Regions from separate parts of the Zea mays genome. Here regions 2, 3 and 4 are each linked to region 1. A link is a contact called in public Hi-C data. All regions are on one chromosome and are shown on one strand. Each heading gives the region's core, a stretch centred on a gene start, on an enhancer-like site or on the middle of the called end of the contact. The rest is flanking DNA. Distances are from core to core; before and after follow the strand shown.

Region 1 (5,361 bases), core at 2,007-4,506:
CTTACGTCGTGTATGCGCCTATACTTATTATTATCTTACACGCTCCTTCTGTTAAAATTGCTGAGTATAACTAACCATCTTCTCTATTGACAGAAATTTCAAACAAACTACTCTTACACTCTTGTAGGGTTGTCATCAATCGCCAAAAAGGGGGAGATTGAAAGCATCTAGGCCCCTGGTTGGTTTTAGTGATTAATGACAAAGTAATATTATATGTGACTAACATGTGTTTTGTAGAGACAAATGGTAAGTTAGGTCGCATTACAGGAAGATGTACTACAACGGTGAAAACAATCCCTGAGATAAGAACTTGAAGCAACGGCTGAAACAACGAAACAGAAGATGAAGGTCTTCGTATTCCGAGTGTCAAGGAGTTGCAGACACTCGGTATAGAATTAGGTCTTTTATTTTGTTTTAGCCATACTATAAAGAGGGGTTTCGATGAGTAGTTTGATCAAGAGAGTTCTAGTGTAGTGTTGGTGCATATTCACACTCACATCTAGCGTTTGGTGTCACTCTATAACACACTCACGAGTTAGAACGAAAACATATTCGAAAAACAGAATTAAAAAGAAGTTAGGGTTTCTAGCCTAAGGGCACCAGACTATCCGGTGCGCCCCCTGTCAGTGGGGCTAGCCTGGCCCGGGGAAGACCTTATCCCCCACCAGAAACCCGAGAGCAACGAGTTGGAAAAAATGAATTATAGCCGGCACACCGGACTGTCCGGTGTGCACCGGACCAACTGCCCAACGGCTAGCTGTCAAAACTAGCCGTTGGAAGTGACCGTTGGTGCACCAGTGACGCACCGGACTATCCGGTACGCCCATGCGCAGCCAGGGCTGGTAACGGCTAGTTGGTGGGTGAGGGCTATTTATACCCCCTCCACCCACCATATTGAATGTCTTGCTGCCCACCTTTACTCCCATACATTGCTAGAGCATTGCAAGCACCACAAAACATAGTGAGATGATTAGAAAATCTTAATCCCGCATTAGAACCTCATTAGTGCAAGCGAGAGCCACCTAGAGCACACACCGCATGCATTAGACTTCTCTTGGTCAAGTGAAAGTCTACGTCTTGTTACTCTTGGTGATCGGCATCACCTAGACGGCTTGGTGGCATTGGGAGCATGGTGATCACCTTGGAGGACTTGTTGGTGACCCGGCTCGAGATTGTAAGCGGTCGTGAGGGATCCACCGCGCCGGAGTGGCAAAGGATCATCTCATAGTGAGCACTTGGTTCTTGCGAGGATCAAGGGGGAGCGATACCCTTGCGCGGGTGCTCCAACGAGGACTAGGGAAGAGTGCCGACCCTTCGATACCTCGGGAAAAATTAGAGTCTTCTAAACTTTGCTTTACATTCCGCATTTAATTCAAGCACTTTACCTTGTGCATTTGTTTAGCAAGTAGTTGAAGCATTGTCTTAGTATTGTTGTATTTCTAGTAGTATTCTCTTATTGCTAGTTGTTGGGGTGAAGTTGGGCTCTTGCTTAGGGTTTAATTATTGTTGATTTTTAGAAAAGCCCAATTCACCCCCCTCTTGGGCATCGTGATCCTTTCACATGGGTGACAAATTGTAATATGACTGGTAGTTATCTGAAAATTTTGTGGTGGGAGGTGATTATGAATTGAACTAGAGAAATCTATAAATTTCTAGAAACCAATTCTGATGTTGTACCCGTTTGATTTAGATTTTAGATTTTTGGTAGCGAATCTAGTTCATAAAACCGAACCAAACACGCACTAATTTTTCTGAGTGAGTATTACCTACTGTACGTTAATCCAGTTCGGATTCAGCTTCCCTATACACATACCTGTCATATCCAATCCAATAGGGGTGGAGATTTTTTCCCAAATCTTAGGGTTCTTTTAGAATATAGGAATTTCAGATAAATCGTACGTTTATTTTATAGAATTTTATAGAATCAGTTCGTTTTCACATAAAAACACAGTAAACAAGAAAAATTCTCCTTTTTAAAGGAACCCTTAGGACATATTTGGTTACTCTAGTATTTATCCCAATACATATAGATTGAAGAAAATTAATGTATAAATTAAACTAATTTACACCAAATCTCCCTCACGTGAATAATAGACTATCTAAACATAATTTAACGAGGTTCCTATTAACACCGCTACTTGTCCCTATTCCGGGGATTGCGCGAAATGGAAAAATTTGTGATTTTGTCAATCTCAATTTTAGTTGTATGTTATTATACTATCTCGTGTTTATGACTAGTGGTCCATCTATATTTATAATCTGTGGGTCTAATAGTGTACTGACTAAACCCAAAAATAATAATAACAAAATTTCCAATGTCTCCCCGAAATGAGGCCGGCCGGCACATCTCCCGCCCGCAGCCTCTCCTTCGCCCTTGCACGGTCGATGCTGGCCGGAACAAACAAGACGACCTGGTCCAGCCAGCGTAACGCACGGACCTGTCTCCATCGGGGAGGAGGCAGGCAAAGGCAAGGCAACCATACCCATACCGTACCATACAATGGTTTTTCTTTTCTTTTTTCTTTTCGGGAGTGATTTCGTGCGTCCGAGTCATGCTCCGTCAAGGCCATGGCTGGTGTCGATCTTACTTAACTCTAGCAGGACTCTTGTAAGTGATGACGTTAGAGATTTCGAAGCTCGTGTCGTACGCAAGGAGGAGAACAGACATGAAAAAAAAACTCAGCTAACGTTTTTATTTGTTTTTTTAACAAAAATAAAGGTAAAGAAAACCACGCATGGCAAGCAAGTGGCAACGGACGTAGTTGTCAGCGGGGTAACATCCTGCTGGCCTTATCCTCACTCGTCACTCGACTCGAGTCGATCATGGCGTCGCTGTCACCACCACTGGTTGCGGCTGACTAGCCCTCCTCCTTCCTTCCTTCCTTCAGATCCATCCAGGCAGCAGCAGTAAGGGCTTGTTCGGTTATTCCCAATACACATGGATTGGATGGGATTGGAAAAAAATGTGAAGAAGTTTGACTTGTTTGGGATTCAAACCCATCCAATCCCGCTCAATCCACATGGATTGAGAGCTAACCGAACAAGCCCTAATTAGTATCTTCCCTAGACTAGCAGGGTGAATTGCCAGGACACAGTTGTCTGGCAGCTGGGGGCCGCCGCCGCCGCCGCCCGCACGCACGCACGGACGGCGTGCTGTCCGGCTGTCCCTGCCTGCGTTGCGTGTGTGTCACACCGCACCACCAATATATATAACCTGACCTGGTCCGTCCGCCACAACGCAGTACCGCACCACCACCAAGCACCGCAACCGGAGCCGGAGCCAGAGGAGGGCGAGAGGCCGAGGGGAGAGGAGCGAAGGAGGCCGCCGACCGACCGTGCGTCCGGCCCCGCGGCGGCGTCGGCAGGTGCGCTAGCTCTGTCTTCTTCTTCTCTCCCTCCGATCCCGATCCTCACGGTACCTCACGGGGATAAGCATGCCGATGATGCGGGCACGCCAGCCTCCGATCCGTTTCCACCGCCGCGCGCGCCGCCCGGCCGCTCCTCTCGTTCGTCTTGTCCTCTCCGCCTGTCTCGCGTGTCCTCACCCTTCCTCCGTCCTCCGTCGTCCCCTTTTCTTTAATGACAAATCGGCTGCGAGCCAAGTGGGGCGTGCACTCAAACCCCTCATCCCCATGAGACCGCACGAGTTGGAGCAAGGCTCAGTGCCCGCCTGCCCCCGCATGCCGTGCGATGCCATGGAGGCGCGCGTCCCTGGGCGTCGTCACGTCCTCACTCCTTGTCCGTCTGCCTGTCGCCTTGTCTCGCCTTGCAGGTCGTAGACGGCAGACGAGGAGCAGCAGCAGCACGAGGCGGCCGGGCCCGGGCCACGCCATGCCGGAGAAGGAGGCGCAGGCCGCCGCGTTCTGCGGCGAGGCGGTGATCGCCGAGTTCGAGTCCCTCACGCGGGACGCCGCCGCCGTGCAGCGCGACACGCTGCGCCGGATCCTGGCAGACAACGCCTGCGCCGAGTACCTCCGCTGCCGGGGCCTCGCGGGCCGCACCGACGCCGCCAGCTTCCGCGCCTGCGTGCCGCTCGCCACGCACGCCGACATCGAGCCCTACATTGCGCGTATCGCCGACGGCGACACGTCCCCCGTGCTCACCGCCAAGCCCATCACCTCCATCTCCCTCAGGTCGGTAATACTCGACTCGACTCGCTCTGTACATGTCGGTGAGCCACCGTGTGTGACTGACCGTCCGCTGGCCCTATTATTCCCGTGTCATGCAGCTCCGGCACGACGCAGGGGAAGCGCAAGTACCTGCCCTTCAACCAGGAGCTCGTCAAGTCCACGATGCAGATATACCGGACTTCCTACGCCTTCAGGAACAGGTGAGTGAGTGCACGCGCGCGCATATGCATGTCACACTGTCAGATCATCTATATTCTCATCGCCTCGCCTCCACACTGCACCGCGCTTCCCTCGCAGGGCGTTCCCCGTGGAGGACGGCAAGGCGCTGCAGTTCATCTACGGCAGCCGGCAGTTCACCACCAAGGGCGGGCTGACGGCGACGACGGCCACCACCAACGTGTACCGCAGCGAGGAGTTCATGCCCACGATGCGCGCCATCCAGTCGCAGGTGTGCAGCCCGGAGGCGGTGATCTTCGGCGCCGACTTCGCGCAGTCGCTCTACTGCCACCTGCTGTGCGGCCTGCTGTACGCCGACGAGGTGCGCATCGTGTCCGCCACCTTCGCGCACAGCATCGTGCTGGCCTTCCAGACCTTCGAGCGCGTGTGGGAGGAGCTGTGCGCCGACATCCGCGCGGGCGCGCTGTCGCCCGCGCGCGTCGCCGCGCCGGCCGTGCGCGGGGCCGTGGAGGCGCTGCTGGCGGGCCCGGACCCGGCGCGCGCAGACGAGGTGGCGCGCCGGTGCGCCGGGCTCAGCAACTGGTACGGCGTCATCCCGGCGCTGTTCCCCAACGCCAGGTACGTGCACGGCATCATGACGGGGACCATGGAGCACTACGTGAAGAAGCTCCGCCACTACGCGGGCGGCCTGCCCCTCGTCGCCGCCGAGTACGGCGCGTCCGAGGGCTGGGTCGGCGCCAACGTGGAGCCCGAGACGCCGCCGGAGTCCGCCACCTTCACCGTGCTCCCCAACATCGCCTACTTCGAGTTCATCCCGCTCAAGGCGGCCACCGGCCACGGCGGCGGCACTGCCGGCGACACGTGCTACGCCGAGGCTGAGCCCGAGCCCGTCGGGCTAACCGAGGTCACCGTCGGCGAGCACTACGAGGTTGTCGTCACCACTTTCGCAGGTAACAGTCAAAAATTCTCACCGATCGATCGTAAACCACCGCGGTTGGTTTCAAAGAAACCGTAGATGCGTCCATCGGATTTAGGTTCGGATGGTACGAGTTGT
Region 2 (5,656 bases), core at 2,854-5,353, 290 kb after region 1:
TTGGGTCCATCTAGCCAAATCGAGATGTGCCTCTTGATCAAGAGAAGTTTTAGACTTACCCTTCACTCTTGCAACTGGTTCATCGCAATCAATTCGTGTCTCTTGATCTTTTTCACCTAGCAGCCACATGACACCATATCATGTCTCGTATGTAACGGGTTCCCTCCATTGACACCTAGTTGAGTATCATGTCTCTTGATCTTTTTCAATAACTTTGATCAAGCACAAAATGATTTGACAGAGACGCAGAGTATCATGCTAGAAATGCATTATTTTCCTGAAGGAGGAAATGGTACAAAATAAAACTGTCTCGGTTCACAACCTGTGCAGTGGAGTGGCTCGTACTTGTCCAATAATTGGAGTCGGAGAGGGGAAGGTCATGTGATTGTGTAGCAGGACCACTACTAGCTCATCAACTCTGCTGAGCTCGATCATGCTCACCGGACACCGGACCAGACGGTGCTGCCAGTGCCAGGCCAGGCGTGCTGTTGCTGTAGTACATTTAATTTCCCTGTCGGTACTAGGTTTCGTTGCCGAATTATTTGCTGCTCCATCTATTTTAAAATCATACGTAAAATATCCTAGGTTTGTTATCACTTACTACTCATTATAGATATATAGCGAAACTAATGTATATAAAAAGTTTTAAATTTTTTTCTAATTTAGAACAGAGAGGAGTAGTCGTTATTAAGAAGACGTGACACTATTGCTCGATCTGGCTGAATCCTTTGCTTTAGCAAGCCTTAGGTTCATTGTCAGAAACAGGCTGGCTGTCGTGGCCCTCGCTGCAGCCACTCGGTGGCGTTTTTTCTTTATTGGCGATGAGATCTCCTCTTCAGTCCAGTGGGCGCCCCGAGAACGAGATGCACTGGTACTGTGCGGTTTGTTTGTTGGGCTGTGTCAGCATCCGTCGTGGAAGTGGAACAGTGTCCCAAACGGCGAGGCAGGGACGGTGGTCACAGACACAGAGCCAGAGCCAGAGGAGGAGGAGCCCGGCGGCTGTGTCAGCGTCCGTGCTGTGGAGGAGCAGTGTTCTTGCACTGCCTGGTGCCAGATGGAGACGATCTGATTAATTCCTATGGTTGGTTTTCTGAACCCGGCTGTGACCACCTGCAATGCAATGCAAGCTCATCACTCGTCAGGGGACTGACTGACTGTTTCTATACGATGACTGGTGGTGTTGCCAAATGTCTGAATCTCTTTGGCGCTGCTTGCTTGCTTGCTCTACGTTGTTGGTAGCTTTACGTCGACCGACGGCAAAGTTGCCATGCCATGACCACCAGATCAATCATCAATTATTAAAAGGGCAAGCAGCAGGATCCCATGCTAGCTACTACTCACATCTCCCCTTCTCCTCCTCGGACAATTCATATGTTTCTAACTCTCAGCAAAGCTGGCACTGCAACAGGGCTACCAACCACGTACGGTCCCTTCAACAATGGCATAAACATTTTCTTTTCCTAACGGGGCGGGGGGCGACAAATATTCGAGAACGGAGGCATTCAACCAGCCACCATTAATCGTGTTAATGGTAGCATCTGATCAAAAGATAAATAAAAGTGAGCGCACAACATGTGTTCTCTCTTTAATCCGCCAGACGAGGCAGTCTACACCAGCGAAAGATTCATCAGCCAAAGGGAAGGAGATGAGGTATGTAACACAATAGCTATAAAAAGCTAGGTCTTTATTTCTATAGTCATGTATGTATTATTATTTTAATAAAGAAAGGTTAATGGCTAGTTTGGAAACTTTATTTTACCAAGTGATTCCTATTTTTCTAAAGGGAAAACAAACTAATTTTATGTGGGAAAATGAAAATCTCTTGATAAAATAGGGTTCTCAAACTAGTCCTAAATGTATTTTTTTTCCCTTTTTAAATTAAGGGGTCTCTCGGACTCAATGATGCCAAAGATGTTCAGTGTATATATAATGCAACACAACTTGATTAATATATAAACTAGACCAAAAGATGAAGGTACAGTATACCAATCATCCAAAAGAAAAGTCTGTGGACATCACACCAAGGTGAAGTTTGGTTTACATGTTGTGACAGGACCAGAAGGCGTGGCGTGATCTTTTTTTTTATTTTTTTTTGCAAAAGTGTCTAGCTAGCCGCACGTGTTTATAGGTACTGCAGAACAATAGCTCCACTAAACAGTGGCGTCTTTTTCCGTTCTCTCATTGATTGCGTCGCCTTTTGTCTTACCCGTTTATTCCTCATCGCATTTCATCTTCGCCGTTAACCTTTTTGGCTTTATTTCCTACTTGGTTCACTCTTTATCACCAACAAATTCCTTCCGTGAACTTTAATCATTATACCCTTGGGCAAGAACGATTTAGACCCAAAACAAAACCAAAGCATAACTTTTCTAGACCATGCATGCATGTTTTCTACTCTTTGCATTGGTAGGTTAGCTAGATCGACCATACCTAGCGCTAGCATGAGTGATTAAATCATTTCTCAAGACTAGCACAAACATTGATATGGCTTCACTTCAATACACAAAAAGCTGTCGGAGGATATCCTCAAAAAAACTTCGTTATGGCTTGTGGGATCTCGATCTCTCCTATAGTCTTGTTATTGTGCGTGATTAGAGCTTGGATAAATTAAACCACTACATCAATACACCCTTCACGCTCCAACTAGCAGACCCTTGCTTGTAATATTTGTTTTGTTGAGTCATGTTCACTCACCAATGCAACAACCTCTCTCTCTTTCAACCCCATATCATCCCATGCGTCAAATGAGCAGGTATTGGGACCAATGCACCAATAAAGTGCAAATACCAAGGCAGGCCTTGAAGCCATCGAGATGTGGCTCAAAGTACCAAGCAAGCACAGATACATGCCGAAGCCCGATTTTTTATCAAATGTGTTGGATCTAATAATTCCTTGTGCTAGATGCTATCCACAGCGGTTCTTCTTAAATTTCTCTCCCTGTATCAGTTTTTGCGTCACATCGTCAACATTTCATCCCCTACTTTTTCATCTCCGGCAGCGTTTCCCTCCCTAAATACTCCCCCTTACCCATACTATAGCTATAAAATATCATCTCATATCCATACTTTTCATTCGCTATCAATTTTTTATATACTAACAATTATTCGTGGTCCACAACACAAGGAATGAATAGTGTTGGAGGAGGCACCACACCACTGGCGGGAGAGAGACAACTACCGCCATAAAGGGGGCGTGGAAGGGGATGTCGCTGCGGCCCAAATGGGCTCCTGTAGCCGCCAGTTAGAGGGGAGGGGGCGCGCGCGACGGAGACCGCTGCAGCCGGTCTAAGATTACCTCTACCTAAATTCATATGCTCGAGCAAAACTATTTGTCATGATATATCCTCCCCTTGATAGGATTTTTGTTGTTATGAAACATGTTTGTCTAGGTGTCTCACTTCATGTGCTTACAACATGTGGAAGTAGAGGAGTGGCAAGGTCGCGAGTACCATGCATGACTAGCTCGTAGAAGTTGGAGAAAATTCCTGGTATGCCATCAGATTTTATACTCATCCCTTGTGTGCCACTGAGTGACATATAGGTATATTTTTTGGTGTCTATGACATGTGGGGTCAGTGGCATACAAGGAATGAGTATATTTTCCAGTGGCATACTGTTCGAAGTGGATCCCAATTAAGTAGCGTAGGCATGTTTAAGGCGATTAAGAACCACAGTTTTGTTGCAGCGATCCTTGAACACCTTTGTGTACTCGATGGATTTAACACGGTTTAGGATGACTAATTGATGAGGTGTAACTGTGACGGTATTCCACTCCTGTTTATAGGTGTAGCTTGTAAAAAAATCCACGAAAGGTCAAATTCATGAATCAACACTTGTATGCAAATGAATTTAGTGCACCTCCTAATTTATAAACGATTTCTATATAAAATTATACTGCTCTCTTAAAGTTGACGGGTTCCAAATCCAACCCTTCCTCGTCCCTTGGGCACCCAACGATTCCAAAAGACATACCGATGCCAGCTCTCTCTAGCTACCTTGTGTCCAAAGTGCCAAACGCCCCTTAACCACCTGCTTTATCTTCCCCCGTTCACCCCGTGCTCGCGCGCGCGCGCGCTCTCTCTCTCTCTCTCTCTCCCCTCCCTGTCTCCCTCCCCCTCTCGGAGTCTCGGTCGTGGCGACGACGACTGGGCAGGCCGACGAGCACCCACCAGGTATCCCACCCCTTCTCTTCCCTTCTTCCTGCTATGCGAATTAGGCGGACCGGCCAATAGGGCGACCACCCGCCCGCCTGAGAGGCCGTGCGGAGGTTGAAGACGGCTGCGGGCAAGGGAGACGGCGCGCGTTGCTTTTGGTTGCAAGTTGGAGCGTATGGGCCGTCTGGCCGGAGAGGCGCCCAGGCCCATCAGCTAGGAAGACCTTAAGCCAGGGCAAACGGCGCACATCAGCACACCATCGCAGGTCCGCAGTCGGTTGCGGCGCTCGAAGCGGTGGGCAGGCTCAGGCGCTAGTTCCACGGCCGCGGGCCGCGGCTCGCCCTCACCGCGCCGACGCACCGGCTCCCCCTCTCTCACGTCCCGTGCTTCCACTCGACCCCTCCGAGCTCCGGCTCCTCTCCGCCCCTCCACCCCAACCGGCAACCGGCAGCGCCCCCTGTGGCGCAGCGGCTGTATCTGCGTCCCTCTCTTGCAGTTGCAGCCCAGCAGCAGCAAAAACAACTCGAGCTCGCTTGTTCTTCTAGGGCCAACCGCAGTAACAGACTAACACTTGCAGTTAGGCGGCTCCGTAGATTAGTGTCTTTCATCAGCTCCAGGGTCAAGGTGGCACTTTTCATCAGATCAAGGGTCAAGCAGTAGTATACTGCTCTGTTTTTGATCGGGTTAGTTTTGCTCACCGCTTACTGTTACAATGCGGCTTCAATAGCAGGTTTGGATGTTTTTTAATGTCATTGCTTAATGTGTTAGCTTGCCTTTGTGGATCTTGTACATGCTGCAGCTCTGACCAGCAGATGGCAGGGCAGTAGCTGTTCGTTCCCTTGTTAGTAGTTTAATTTCAGCAATAATCCTTTGGCTCGGATACCTTTTCTATTGTTTAGAAAATTCAGAGTAACTTTGGTTCAGTGCAGCTCTATTTCAATTCAATAGCTGAATCATCTTTGCGAATATAAGCAGTGCGATTTGTTCATGACTTTCATGTTGTCGTTTGCACTTTTTAGCTAAAATTTTGTAGTCTAAGTTCACTCTTAACTCCTTTCTTGGGCTGGGTCCGCCACAACGAAACCGAGCACCCACTCCCTAAGGCTATTTTGTGTTCAGACATGATCTAATTATGGGTGTATGTGTGTGTATTATGCCTGCTTAATAACTTCGATTTTTCTTTCTTGCAAAAAGTTATTGGGTGCACACACATGGTCCGCCCCCTGCTGCAGAGTCGAAATCTTTACTAGGGCTTAGACTCTGTGACCTTGTTAGTGTGATTCTTATTCCTCTCTTTGAAATCCTTGTAAAGAATCTTACTTAGCAAATCTGTACTTTTTTCTAAGACGTAAGACCGGTGCTTACTTAAGGGTGGTAATGGATTGTGATCCATATGGTTCTTCACAAAATGTCAAGGCCCTAAATAAATTATAGTTCAAAAATGACTAGAAATAAAGCCCGATCCTAATCCGACTTGATCCTTAAATCTTATAGTGCAAAATT
Region 3 (5,904 bases), core at 1,958-4,457, 280 kb before region 1:
ACCCTACAGGCGGCGTGCCTGTCCAATCAGACAGCGGGCAGTATGCCCATACCGCCGCGCGCGCCATGGTCATCATGACTTGTACGTTGCCAGGGAAGCTTCTGCTACACGCCAATGCTACACAAGTAGCGGATATCGGGGCACAGGGAGATTGCACAAGGTGACTGGCATTAGTTGCTCCAAGTGTTACATCTGTTATGTTCCTGGGCCCACATGTCGGGGCTCAGCACTTTTGTACATGCCCCCTTGAGCTATAAAATGGGAGGTATGCAACGTTACTACGCAGACCGAACTTAGACTTAGACTCTCAGCTCTTAAGCTTTCACAGCAATCCAACACACAGTGGAGTAGGGTATTACGCTCCGGTGGCCTGAACCACTCTAAATCCTCGCATGTTCCTGAGTTCATCGTTCATCTACCAACAGGCAAAACGCTTAAGCCCCCTCCTCATCTTAGGATTTAGGGCGGGTGCACTCCGCCACCCGACCGAAGAATTCCCTCTCCGACATACACCTTTGGGCATCTTATGATTCATTGGAAGATATCACTGATCAAGTTCACTGTATCTTTATTTATAGCAATTATTTGAGAATACAAACTTGAATTTAATAGACATAAGTCAGGTCACATAAGAAAGAATTATAATTGGTGTATATCCATGCAATGGTTCTTCCTAGAGATGGCAATGGGCCCCGATCCCCGATCTCCACGGGGAATTCTTCCATTAGGGGATGGAGTAGTTTTTTCCGCGGGGTTGTAAACAGGGAAAAAATTCTCCCCCATTTTGGTAAACGGGGACGGTGCGGGGATCCGTTAAACTTATATGTGACAATGTTTTTATGTAATAGTTCATGATTAAAATAAATAATTACCTTGTCAAGAGATCACTCATTGTACAAATATGTTTATTTTAGTGTACACATAATGGTTTTTTATATCTGACAATATGTATAAGTGACAATGTTTTGCATTAATATCAAAGGAAGTACGTTCTAATTATAATTTAAGTGGGGACGGGAATCCTCGACAAGGATTTGTCCCTGCGAGGAATGGGGATGGGGAAGAAATGTCCCCAACAAGCATTCGTGGGGATTCCCACGGGAAATTATTCCGTCACAGGGACGGAGATGGGAAGCTAAAACCTGACGGGGAATTCCCCGTTGCCATCCCTAGTACTTCTTTTGAAGCTTTCATAAGGTTGAAGAACTTTTGAACATATAGCATAGGAAGATCCTTAGACTCTAGTTCAAACTCCGACCATATAAAGCATCAAGCATCTCGTCCATTCTATTATGGTCTGCCATATCATGTTCTTCAACTTTTACATGTTGATGTTGTGACTCGCCATAGTGCACACACATATTATAACTTGTCACAAAACCAAACTGCAAAGGTCCATTGACAGTCTTATCTTTTCATGACATAGATAATAGAAACACTTGCTACATTGATACCTTACAATATCAACGATTGACAAAGACACTGCATGAGCGATAAGTTTATGAGTCTTGACCATCCACTTTTTCAAAAAAAGCCCTATTATAACTTCAACCATCATACATCCATCAACGATCGTCACTTATATTTGATCCTTAGAACAAGAACGACCGACATAACGTGAATTTATTACGACCATACGGAGGTCGAACATGATTTCAGCAGCATGGCCACATTGTTCTCTATCTCATGCACAAATGTAGTGCAATGGAGAACAACAAGATTATGACGTTGAAATCTCACTCGAACTCGTGGCTCATCATAAATATCACATTGTTGGTCGCTTTGAGACCGCAGAAAAAGAGACAATTTCAAAACAACATATCTTACGTATGAGATGCATGTAAGACATACCGATAGAAATAGGTGACATGTACGTTTTGAGATCCTATCAATATTTTACCGTATTTATAAAGTCTTATAATATTGTATTTTATTTTAATACTAGTGGTTATTACGAATAAAATAATAAAAATTAATTAGCTATAAAATAACCATTACTAGTGGTCCTTCTTTGCAAGCGTGCAAGCAAATCATCTGGTCCATTAGATTATGATCCAACCATAAAAACAACCATGGTTTGTTAGGAATTTTTTTATAAAGATTACTAAGCTGGTGGTGGAAGAGTTTAAGTGTTAAATGTGACCTACGATTGGATCTCGATCTAATAGACCAGATAGTTTGTTTGCACGCTTGTAAAGAAAGACCGCTTGCATAGCAGTCGTTGCCAATAGAAATATACAGTAATTATTAAATCAAGTATATAACAATCAACATTTCTTAGCTTGTTAATCTTAGATTTTATGGATGGACGATAAAATTATACTCATTTTGTTTTTTGTTTTGATGGGTGTGGAAGCAGGAGCGTAGAAGAGACGAGTCAGACATAATCGGGGCGAAGACGGACGGGGACTGCGCTGGGGCGCCGCTTGAGACGAGGCAGACCGCAGACGTACGCGGGGCGGCAAACGCAAACAACACAGACGCCCGCAGGCGTGCGGTGGTGGCGGCGGCATGGGGCAAGCGCGGGTGGTGGCACGGAGAAGGGGCATGGCGGCGACAGCGGGCACAGGTGAGAAGTGACAGCGAGCAAGAGCGAGAGACGGAGAGAAAATAGAAAGAGCACATGGACGGTGCCGTGTTCTGTTGGGAATTGGGATACAAGCTCGTTATGTCAAGCACATGCACAGTAAACAAGACCTTGAGCTCAGTGGATAATGCCGCCGGCGCCCCAGAGGAAGGTGCCTATGGCGAAGGTGCGCTTCTGGTGGACTGTGCCGGCGACGGGCAGGCCATACTCGGAGAGGAGGCGGTCGAGCTGCCACTCGGGCATGGCCTCGTAGTCCTCCCGGCTGTGCCTCGGGTAGTGCAGCGGCATCTGGAAGTAGCTCCCGCACCCGCCCGGCGCCTCCTGCTTGCTCTGCAGGTCCCTGATCTCCCCGCCGCCGTACCTCGCCGCCATCGTCTCCATGACTCTAGTATATATATGTATCGCCGGCCGACTGACTGCTGGAGTGGAGGCTCTGGCTGGCTGGCTGGCGGTGGTCGGCGTCTTTTATTTATAGTGGGTGCAGCGTGCCTCCGTCCCCCAATGTTTAATTAGTTTGCATTGTGTACAAATGTGGATTGCTTTACTTCAATTCATAATTGGTCCTATATGAGATACAAACTCTGTAATTATTGTGGCTACTTCAATGATTCATATAGAGCAAAAATCATCTTTGCATGCATACATTGCCCGAAACAAAACAAGAAAAAAAACTTTATAATATAGTACTAGCAAAAAAGAGAAAGATCTGGATCAGCTGGTCCATAAAAACGGCCAAGAAAGGTAGCAGCAACCGAAAGGGGTCCGGGGTGCTACTACCTGTCTAGTAGTACCGGCCGCCGTGCTGCACCTGCACCTGCACCTGCACGCTAAGTTTGCATCGAATAAAATATGCCGACCGTCCAGCCAATCGGTTGCGCTCTGCGCCAGCCGTCCACGGCGACCGGCGAGAAGACGCAACGAACCAGAAGCAGCAGCGACGACGGCGCGCGACGCGACCAGTGGACCACCACGGTGCGGTGCCTTTTTGGCGACACGGAGGGCCCATGAGAGGCCACGACACACACAAAACCGCTCGGTTGCAACAAGGATGTGCACGGGACCAGCCATGATTGCTTTGGTGTAACGGGAATAACAGTGGAGCAGGTCACACGATGACGAGTGTATTCTTTTCAGTTTTATACATTTTTTTACTAGACTCGTCGTAGCAATTACAAATATATGACATACTATTTGGTTATCCATGTCTTGCTACGATTTCTATATTCATAATATTAACGGTATCTATTTTTTAATACACAAACAAAAATGTATTTAAGTGGTTTGAAGTTAAGCTTGGGAGAGAGACGGTTAGTAGGGTTTGGACCCTAGATTTTGCGCTTATTTTTTGTATTTTTTCTAAAGAAATTCCACTTAAATATTGTAAAGACATAACACCATTAATTTTTTTTAAAAAAAAACTTTAATCGCTCGACTTATTCAAATGTCACAAACTTGCACAACGGAGTCATAAACCTAGGCTTGCTGTGTTCTTCGTATTTTATTTTACTGCTCAACAGGCAACTATAGCTGTTTTTCAAGAGAAAAGGAAGCACTTTTAGGGTAGATTACACAACGGGAACAAAAAAAAGAACACGTTTGAACAGGATGTAGGCGATTACAAAACTATCTCGACAGGTGCAAGCTTGTGAGTAGTTCAGTATTTGCAGCCTCTGCAGGGGTGATTAACATACATAGAGCACTCACTAACACTTGACTGCCCCAAAAAGGATTAACCTGCAGAGTGTGTCGACTTTACAATGCTGCATCAGCAGACTACCATCTCCTTCTCCTTTGTAGAGTGTGTCGACTTGGGTCCTTTTGATCAGATAAGGCCAGGTTCTCCTCCAACCCTTGGAGGCGACGTCGCCGCCATTATGCCGCTCCTGCTCTTGCGGCCCGGTCTCCACGTCCTTGTTCGTCTCCAGAACCACACCTGCGGTTGTGAATGCACCCGGACAGGTATAGGGATCGGACAACCCATTACCCATGGCTGCTATGCTAGCCCACTGTGGGGTGGACTACTACTGAGCGTTGTGGTGTCCTTCTGATGAAGACAAGCACATATGGTCAGAGCGCTCCGAGGTTTGCAGAATGCAGGGTCCAAGTTCCTTTGATTGGAATTAGCAGCAAAAGAACCACAAAACGAATCATTGTAAGTAGACAGCACAAATCTCACATGTTTGTCTCCTATATTATGAGTACCGTTTTGCAATTTGCAACTGGTTTCACAACTATTTTCAACCATTTTTGTGTATTCGTTAGTTTCATAAATATGGAAAAAGATAAAATCTGACTCGATCATTTTTGTTTTGTTTTTGTGTTTGTTTTTGTTTTATATTGTAATACCATTTTCGATGGGTTTCACACCTAATTGTAAGAAACCAATTAAACAAAATGTCATCGATTGCAAGAAAAAAATAAAATCTTACACACCAAAAAATGAGCACAAAGTTAAATTAGTTTAGGACCATACAACTCGCTTGGAGACGTTTAGGGTTTAGGACATAGGTATACTTGCCTCAAATAGAACCGCCAGTGGGAAGATCCATTTCCACTGGTCTCTCGCGCTGGTGATACTGAAAAATACCAGTAAAAATGGGTTATGAACCGTCTCTATAGAGCTTCTTTATACTAGTGTCAGGAATCCACCCTCTATAGTAAAAGACCCCAGACTCACTTATCAACTCTACTAATCTTCTTTAATCAACCCAAGTCAATCCTAGTCAAATCCACCATTGATCCAACAAAGTATCCCCCAAGAAGTATTCCTCTAACTCTCAAAGGGTTTATATTGATCTTGTAGATGGAATTGAAGACCCAACCCCAATTTCATTCCTTCAACTCCAAAATCCCATTTTCAGCGTCCTCCTAGACCGCCCATTGGCCTAGCTGGTCATATGCTTTATCGCTAAGTCAAGAGAATTGGTTGGGTGAGTTGTCTTATTCTCCTACTCATTGGTCCCACATGTCAGCACGATTTGTGACCATTCAATAGCTAGTTCAACAACCACTGGCCCATCTTTCTCATTCTTACCATCTCCCTCTCTCTAAAGTGAAGAACACATATGGACTAGAGAGAGAAAAATAAGAGAAGGAAGGGGAAAATCAAAGAATAGAAAGAAGGAAGGTCAATAATGCAATAACTCAATAGAATATCAAGGTCCTCACCTCCATCTCAATTCTCGGGTGAGTTGAAGAAGCTCCCTTCTTAAGCTTCTTGAAAACTTCTCCAAACCCTAATCCTTGATTTTCTCCATGCATGGATGAATGAAGAATGATACTAGATGCTCCATGATCTTAAGTGTCACAACAGGAAT
Region 4 (5,712 bases), core at 3,006-5,505, 390 kb before region 1:
GAAGAATGTGGGCATGTGCACTTACATGCATGTTCTTTGAGATCAGAATTCAGAAACAATAATGAGACCAGAGTAAAGAGGTGCCACTCGACAGGGGTTGGGGTGGGGTGTGGAGGTCTGAACCCAAGTTCCATATCAAATATGTGGTTAGCGTTACAGGTGATCATTCTATGTGACCTTTGTTTTTCTTCTTATTACAAGCTTCAGCATTTTGGACCAGCCAACATGTGGGCATGTGGCTTTCATTCTTTATAGCATTTCTACAGTGCGTTGCTGTAGCCTTCTTGCTGCTAGTGCCATGTGTTTAGAAATTGGAACTGTTCCCTGAATTTTATAGACTGATGCGAATGTTCTATTAGAATATGAAATCTGCGTGTCTGTAGAATATGAAAATAATAGATGTTGGTTCTTCTGATTGTCTCTGCCAGAAAATTTATTTGTTTCAAAATTGTGTGCTTTGGTTTATCTTGGGCTCTTGGCTATTAAATAGCAGGAACACTTGTGTAAAATATTTAGAATCCAGGTTCATAATGTTAATGGATTTATATATTTGCTACTGATTCTTGTGTCCATCATGCTGTTGCTGCTGCTGCTTCTTTTGCAAACATCTTCTACGTGTGACGTGTCTGTGGATATTTGTATCGACATTGATAGTTACGGGTTCAAACTGGTCCCGCATTTAACGTCTTGTGTTTGTCCTGTTTTAAATTTGGCACACGGGAGGGGTCTTTTTTCTGTTTTTCTTAGCATATATATGACATCATAAATATAATGTGCAGGGTTGACACAAATATGCTCACTAAACTCGGCCACAAGAACACCACTCTCGATACTGGGAACAGAAACATGTCAGACTAGTTTGCTGACTGATGCTTATAACAATCAATAACAAGTGTTGTACACCTTAACTAAGAGGTCTTATTCTATAAACTATCAGTGTTCATATATACAACTGTCATGACTCAATAGTACTTAGTAACATGTGTGCTGTCATACTGAAAATACAAAATTTGGAGGTATCACTAAACCCAGGCTATCCTTCTCCCAGATTTGCGAGCGAAAGCATGCGGCACAATGAGATGTAGCATCTTATCCAAGCTAATCTCAAATAAGATGGCCCAGCGCACAGATATTGTGATGAAGCTTCAAAATAAGTTGGTTTTGCAGTAGAGGGGCAACCAAGTGATCTGATTAGCTCATGGACTGGTAGGACCTTGAACTTCGTTGGTGGATTCATAGCAACATTGTGGACCTTATGCTCGTAGATCTTACCATCCTTGTCGAGTTTATACACAGAAGCACCATCGAAGCGGCCATGCCCATCCCAAGGTACTCGAGGAATGCCGTGGGCGATCCAGCGAATCATGATAATGTTCTCAGCAGGCTGCCATATACTAACTATATCAACCCACAATGCCTTGAAGAAGATCCGGCCAGTAAAACGAAGCGCCCAGAATATCGTCTTGTAATTTTCCAGGCCCTTGAATGTATTCAAAGGGTCTGTGAAGACAATGTCATCTCTGAAAAGACAGCAAGAAATACAATCAGAAAATGGTAAAACGATGGCACAGAAAAGTTAACAAGTTCAAATAGAACATTGACATGCTATAGCATAATAATCCATTAGTTAAAGTGTAACACAAGTAAAGATCTGCAACTGTAGAACCAAGTTATCGATTTCAATAAAGGAGGCACAGTACGAAGTGATCTTACTTGCTACTTGGCAATCAAGAAATACAGTTCTTTTTCTCTCTTTATCTAAGTTAACCATAATCCTTCTAGCTAAGTGTACTTTTAATGCTACCTCCTTTCTCGAATATTTGTCACCCGCTAGTTCATTTTTGAACTAAACCGCGACAAATAAAAAAGAACTGGGGGAGTACAATAAAGTTTAGCAAATACTCAGGCACAGTGCTATGTTGCATGTAAATCAAATTGTTCAGCCCAAGAAAAATGTATGCAAGCAGCCATGCACTATGAGAAGGTTGGTTTGCTGAGGTATATTGAGTGTCACAAACAGGGTAAGGTTGTACCAAGAGTCAGACAATCAGTAAGTTTAGGGGCCCTGTGTTGAGAACTAAACTCTAATAAGTAATAACAGAAACGAAAGGGGACAAATAGCAAATAACAACACAAAAACATATAAAAACAAACCGAAACAGGATGTCATATAACAATAACTCCAATTATCAAGACAGCACATCTAATAAAACTAATCCATGGGACTGGTGCCATAGGATCAATTAAAGGCAGACATCTCCAGTCAACCAATCCACATTTCAGTTCATTGTGGGGAGGACCAACTAAAAACCAACGGTATATGAATATAGATTCAACACATAATCCTTGAAAAGACTCCCATTCTCCAACAGCTAAAGAACACGAGTATATAACAAGAACCCCAATCATATCCACAGACAGCACATATCCTAATTAACATTACATTAGAAGAAATATGTGGGCTTCATTTCTGAGTACAACTCTTCAGATGGTTTACATAATCCTTCTGGCTAAGTGTACTTTTAATATAATAATGTTTAGCAAATACTCAGGCACAGTGCTACGTTGCATGTAAATCAAATTGTTCAGTCCAGGCAAAGCAGCCATGCGCTATGAGAAGGCTAGTTTGTTCAGGTATACTGAGAAGACAATGGTGCAGCACAATAGAAGCCTTGAAATGGAGAAGTATGCCTGGTGTAAGTTCCCACCTGTTTTTTTTTATTAAACAACGAAACAAATGGATATAACTATATGGGGAAGTAAAGGCCATGTTGCTTGGAGAGGGAAAAAAATCATGTCTCAAACAACTATAAAAGGCATCAACCCCTACAAAACAAAGAGCACCGCAAACAAGGTATGGATGTATCCAACAGTCAGACGATCAGTAAGTTAAGAGGCCCTTTGTTGAAAAGTGAGAACTGAACTCTAATAACAGAAGGAAAGGGGACAAATAGCAACTAACAACATAAACCCATGAAAACAAACTGAAACAGGATGTCATATCACAATAACTCCAATAATAAGACCGCATATCTAACAAATCTAACCCATGGAACTGGCACCATAGGATGTCAATATCACAATAACTCCAGTCAGCCAATAACATTTCAGTTAACTGTGCGGAGGACCAACCAACGGCACAGAAGTATAGGATTCATCACGTAATCCTTGAAAAAATGATCCCATTCTCCAATGGCTAAAGAACACGACTCTATAAACAAGAACCCCAATTATATCTACAGACAACACATATCCTAATTAACATTAGGTAAGAAGAAACATATAGGCTTCATTTCTGAGTGCAGCTCTTCAGGTGGTGGCACCATCACCACCAACAGCACTGCCCAAGGCCTCCATTCCAACTCAAAAGCTAGCGAATGGTAGTCTAGGTCTAGCTAGGCTAAACTATCACTTCCAGGCAAAAGGGATGTCCTGAGATAGGGTTAACTTTCCAATCAGCCAACAAGCAAAATACTGAGGGCCTATGCAGCATCCGCTATGATTTGTGAAATATTTATAGCTGCAGCTCTGTCCGGTGGCAGCTACTGCAGATCACAAGCTATATGGATATGGGAAGGCAGAGTAAGCTTGTGTATGCACATATTCTACCTCGAACTAGAAGGTACTAGTTTGCACTTGCAGTGACGACAAATCTTTAGTAGGTAAGCAGAGATAAGCCTCCTTAACAATAATCAATTGAAGCATACATCACTGATGGTGAGAAGGGAAAAAAAGCAGTTTTTCAATTGGAACCCAGTTAGATCAGCTCAGTCGAGTCCAACAAAGAAAATAAAAAGACAAATCTAGGAGGCTGTCGAATCGAACCTGTAGATGTCAAAGCTGGGCTCCTTGTAGAGCACATCGGGGAGCTCCTCCCTGAGCGTCCGGATCGCGTACCCCATGTTGAGGTAGTACCTCTGCCTCACCTCGTCGTCCTCGTCCCCGCGCCTCCCCGCGACCGGCGGAGACTCCGACGGCGTGGCCGGCGCGGCAAGAAGAGGAGGCGGCATCCGGCCCTCCCGCACGGGGTCGGCGACCCTGATCACCCGCCCCGCCTCCCCCTGCTTGACGCGCCCCCCCGCCACCGCCACCGCCACACCCCTCCTCCTCCGCGCCGGCGGCCGCGCCGCCGCGAGGTCCGGCAGGTGCAGCAGCTGAGCCATGCCGTTCCTTGGTCTTGGCTTCGGTGGCTAGATAGAAGGGAGAGGTCGAGAGGAGAGGAGAGGAGAGGTCAGAGGAGAGTGTGTGAACTGCACGAGGGGAGAGAAGTATGTCTCCACCTGATATGACGAACCGGCCGCGCCTGCTCGGTTGGAGTCGTGCGCGTGTCACTGTTTTGTGGGGCCCTCTGCGCGCTTGGCCTGACCCCGCCTGATCTTGCTACGAGAGTGGGGACTGGAGAGCGGTGTTGTTTTTCTTTTGTCTTGGTCTTGCCATGGAAAATGAAAATGAAGGCCCCCTCGTCGTCTACTGTAGCGCGCATTCCTATGTAACATTCAGTATATAAGAAGTGATCAAAAAATACCCTTACCGACAACCCAAGATAATTAAATAAATAGCAATATTATACTATACACAACAGTAATCTGAGTAATAAATATATATGGTAGCTAATTTATGTCAACAGAGCCTAATTTTTGTTGGTGTATACCTTTTGCAGATTAATGGACAAAAAATATGTAGTTCCGCCGAAGCCAATGGAAGTCAGTAGGACTGAGCAAAAAACCCGTTACCCGAACCCAAAATACCCGTACCCGAACCCGTAATACCGGGTACCCGAAATTTGTTTGGGAATTTCGGGTACTAACTTGTGAAACCCGAAATTATTCTGGGTAATTCGGGTAGCGCCAACCGGTACCCGAACAACCCATACCCGAAATTTACAACGGCTGCTCGCGGCCCACTGTTCACGCGAATCACAATTCACAACGGCTGGCCACGAGCCCACGGCCCACCTAGGCAAGTGCAAAGTGCAAACCCAGAGACAGAGTCCCAGAAAGGTAGAAACCCTAGCGCAACAGTAGCGCACAGCCGCACACCGGCACACGGCACTACGACAGACGGCAATCTCCAGACTCCAGCCCCACAGCGCACAAGCGCAGTACCACTGTACCAGTAGTCCAGTACCGCACGGCGCCGCGCAATCTCCAGCTCCAGGCTTCACCGCCGTCCGCCGGCAGGCACAAGCCCAGTACCGCAGTCCGCAGGCTCACGCAGTTACGCTCCCGCAGTCCCGCTCCATCTCGGCATCTCCAGGCTTCACCGCCGTCCGCTGGCGCCGCCACGTTCAGCCAGCAGCCAGGCGGCAGCCATCAAGGTCAAGGGCTCCAAGCCTCCAACGTACAGGGCTCGCATCGCAGGTCGCGGTCGGCCGCCAGCCCGCCACGCCATCCTGCTCCTGCCATCCAGGTTAGGGTCACTGATAGTGATATGCTCATCCCTAATTCCCCACTGAGCCCTGCCCAAGGAATCGAGCAGACAACAGAACACATCCTAACCCTAATCCGACCTCGCAGGCTCGCAGCAGGCAGCACGGCAGCAGAGCACGCATACCTCATCGGCCGACACGACGACACCGATTGAGGAATCAAGCAACGTATGCATTTATATGTTGTCTAATCATCAATAACTTAGTAAGTTAGTATAAGGTTTGAGGTTTTTGCATATGCCTAATAGTATCGATGATAGAGTAGACATGGAATTGGAAAGAGA

Evidence for each region. A called contact is a pair of places that touch in the nucleus more often than the background predicts.
Region 2: a Hi-C map of leaf shows a contact between it and region 1, with 5 times the contacts expected there. The contact joins the promoter of LOC100217001 here to the promoter of LOC100193303 in region 1. A contact is called at or near these places in 8 of 25 Hi-C or Micro-C datasets (bundle sheath, ear, endosperm and 3 more).
Region 3: a contact with region 1 is called in a Hi-C map of leaf mesophyll, with 2.4 times the contacts expected there. The contact joins the promoter of LOC100275754 here to the promoter of LOC100193303 in region 1. A contact is called at or near these places in 8 of 25 Hi-C or Micro-C datasets (bundle sheath, ear, endosperm and 3 more).
Region 4: a contact with region 1 is called in a Hi-C map of leaf, with 4 times the contacts expected there. The contact joins the promoter of LOC100276677 here to the promoter of LOC100193303 in region 1. A contact is called at or near these places in 8 of 25 Hi-C or Micro-C datasets (bundle sheath, ear, endosperm and 4 more).

The regions. Positions count from the first base shown.
Region 1 is chr8:27,045,851-27,051,211 of Zm-B73-REFERENCE-NAM-5.0, reverse strand. It overlaps LOC100193303, which reads left to right and starts at 3,256. Exons shown (of 5, transcript NM_001358702.1): 1 at 3,256-3,365; 2 at 3,773-4,133; 3 at 4,229-4,330; 4 at 4,428-5,257. The coding sequence starts at 3,832.
Region 2 is chr8:26,754,915-26,760,570 of Zm-B73-REFERENCE-NAM-5.0, reverse strand. LOC100217001 (Ectonucleotide pyrophosphatase/phosphodiesterase family member 3) reads left to right here and starts at 4,103. Exons shown (of 9, transcript NM_001143378.1): 1 at 4,103-4,171.
Region 3 is chr8:27,326,023-27,331,926 of Zm-B73-REFERENCE-NAM-5.0, reverse strand. It overlaps LOC100275754, which reads right to left and starts at 3,207. Exons shown (of 1, transcript XM_008657564.4): 1 at 2,603-3,207. The coding sequence starts at 2,968. The coding sequence ends at 2,705.
Region 4 is chr8:27,434,849-27,440,560 of Zm-B73-REFERENCE-NAM-5.0, reverse strand. It overlaps LOC100276677, which reads right to left and starts at 4,255. Exons shown (of 2, transcript NM_001150404.2): 1 at 3,826-4,255; 2 at 831-1,520. The coding sequence starts at 4,163. The coding sequence ends at 1,034. It overlaps LOC111589943, which reads left to right and starts at 5,077. Exons shown (of 4, transcript XM_023300858.1): 1 at 5,077-5,409; 2 at 5,517-5,712. The coding sequence starts at 5,666.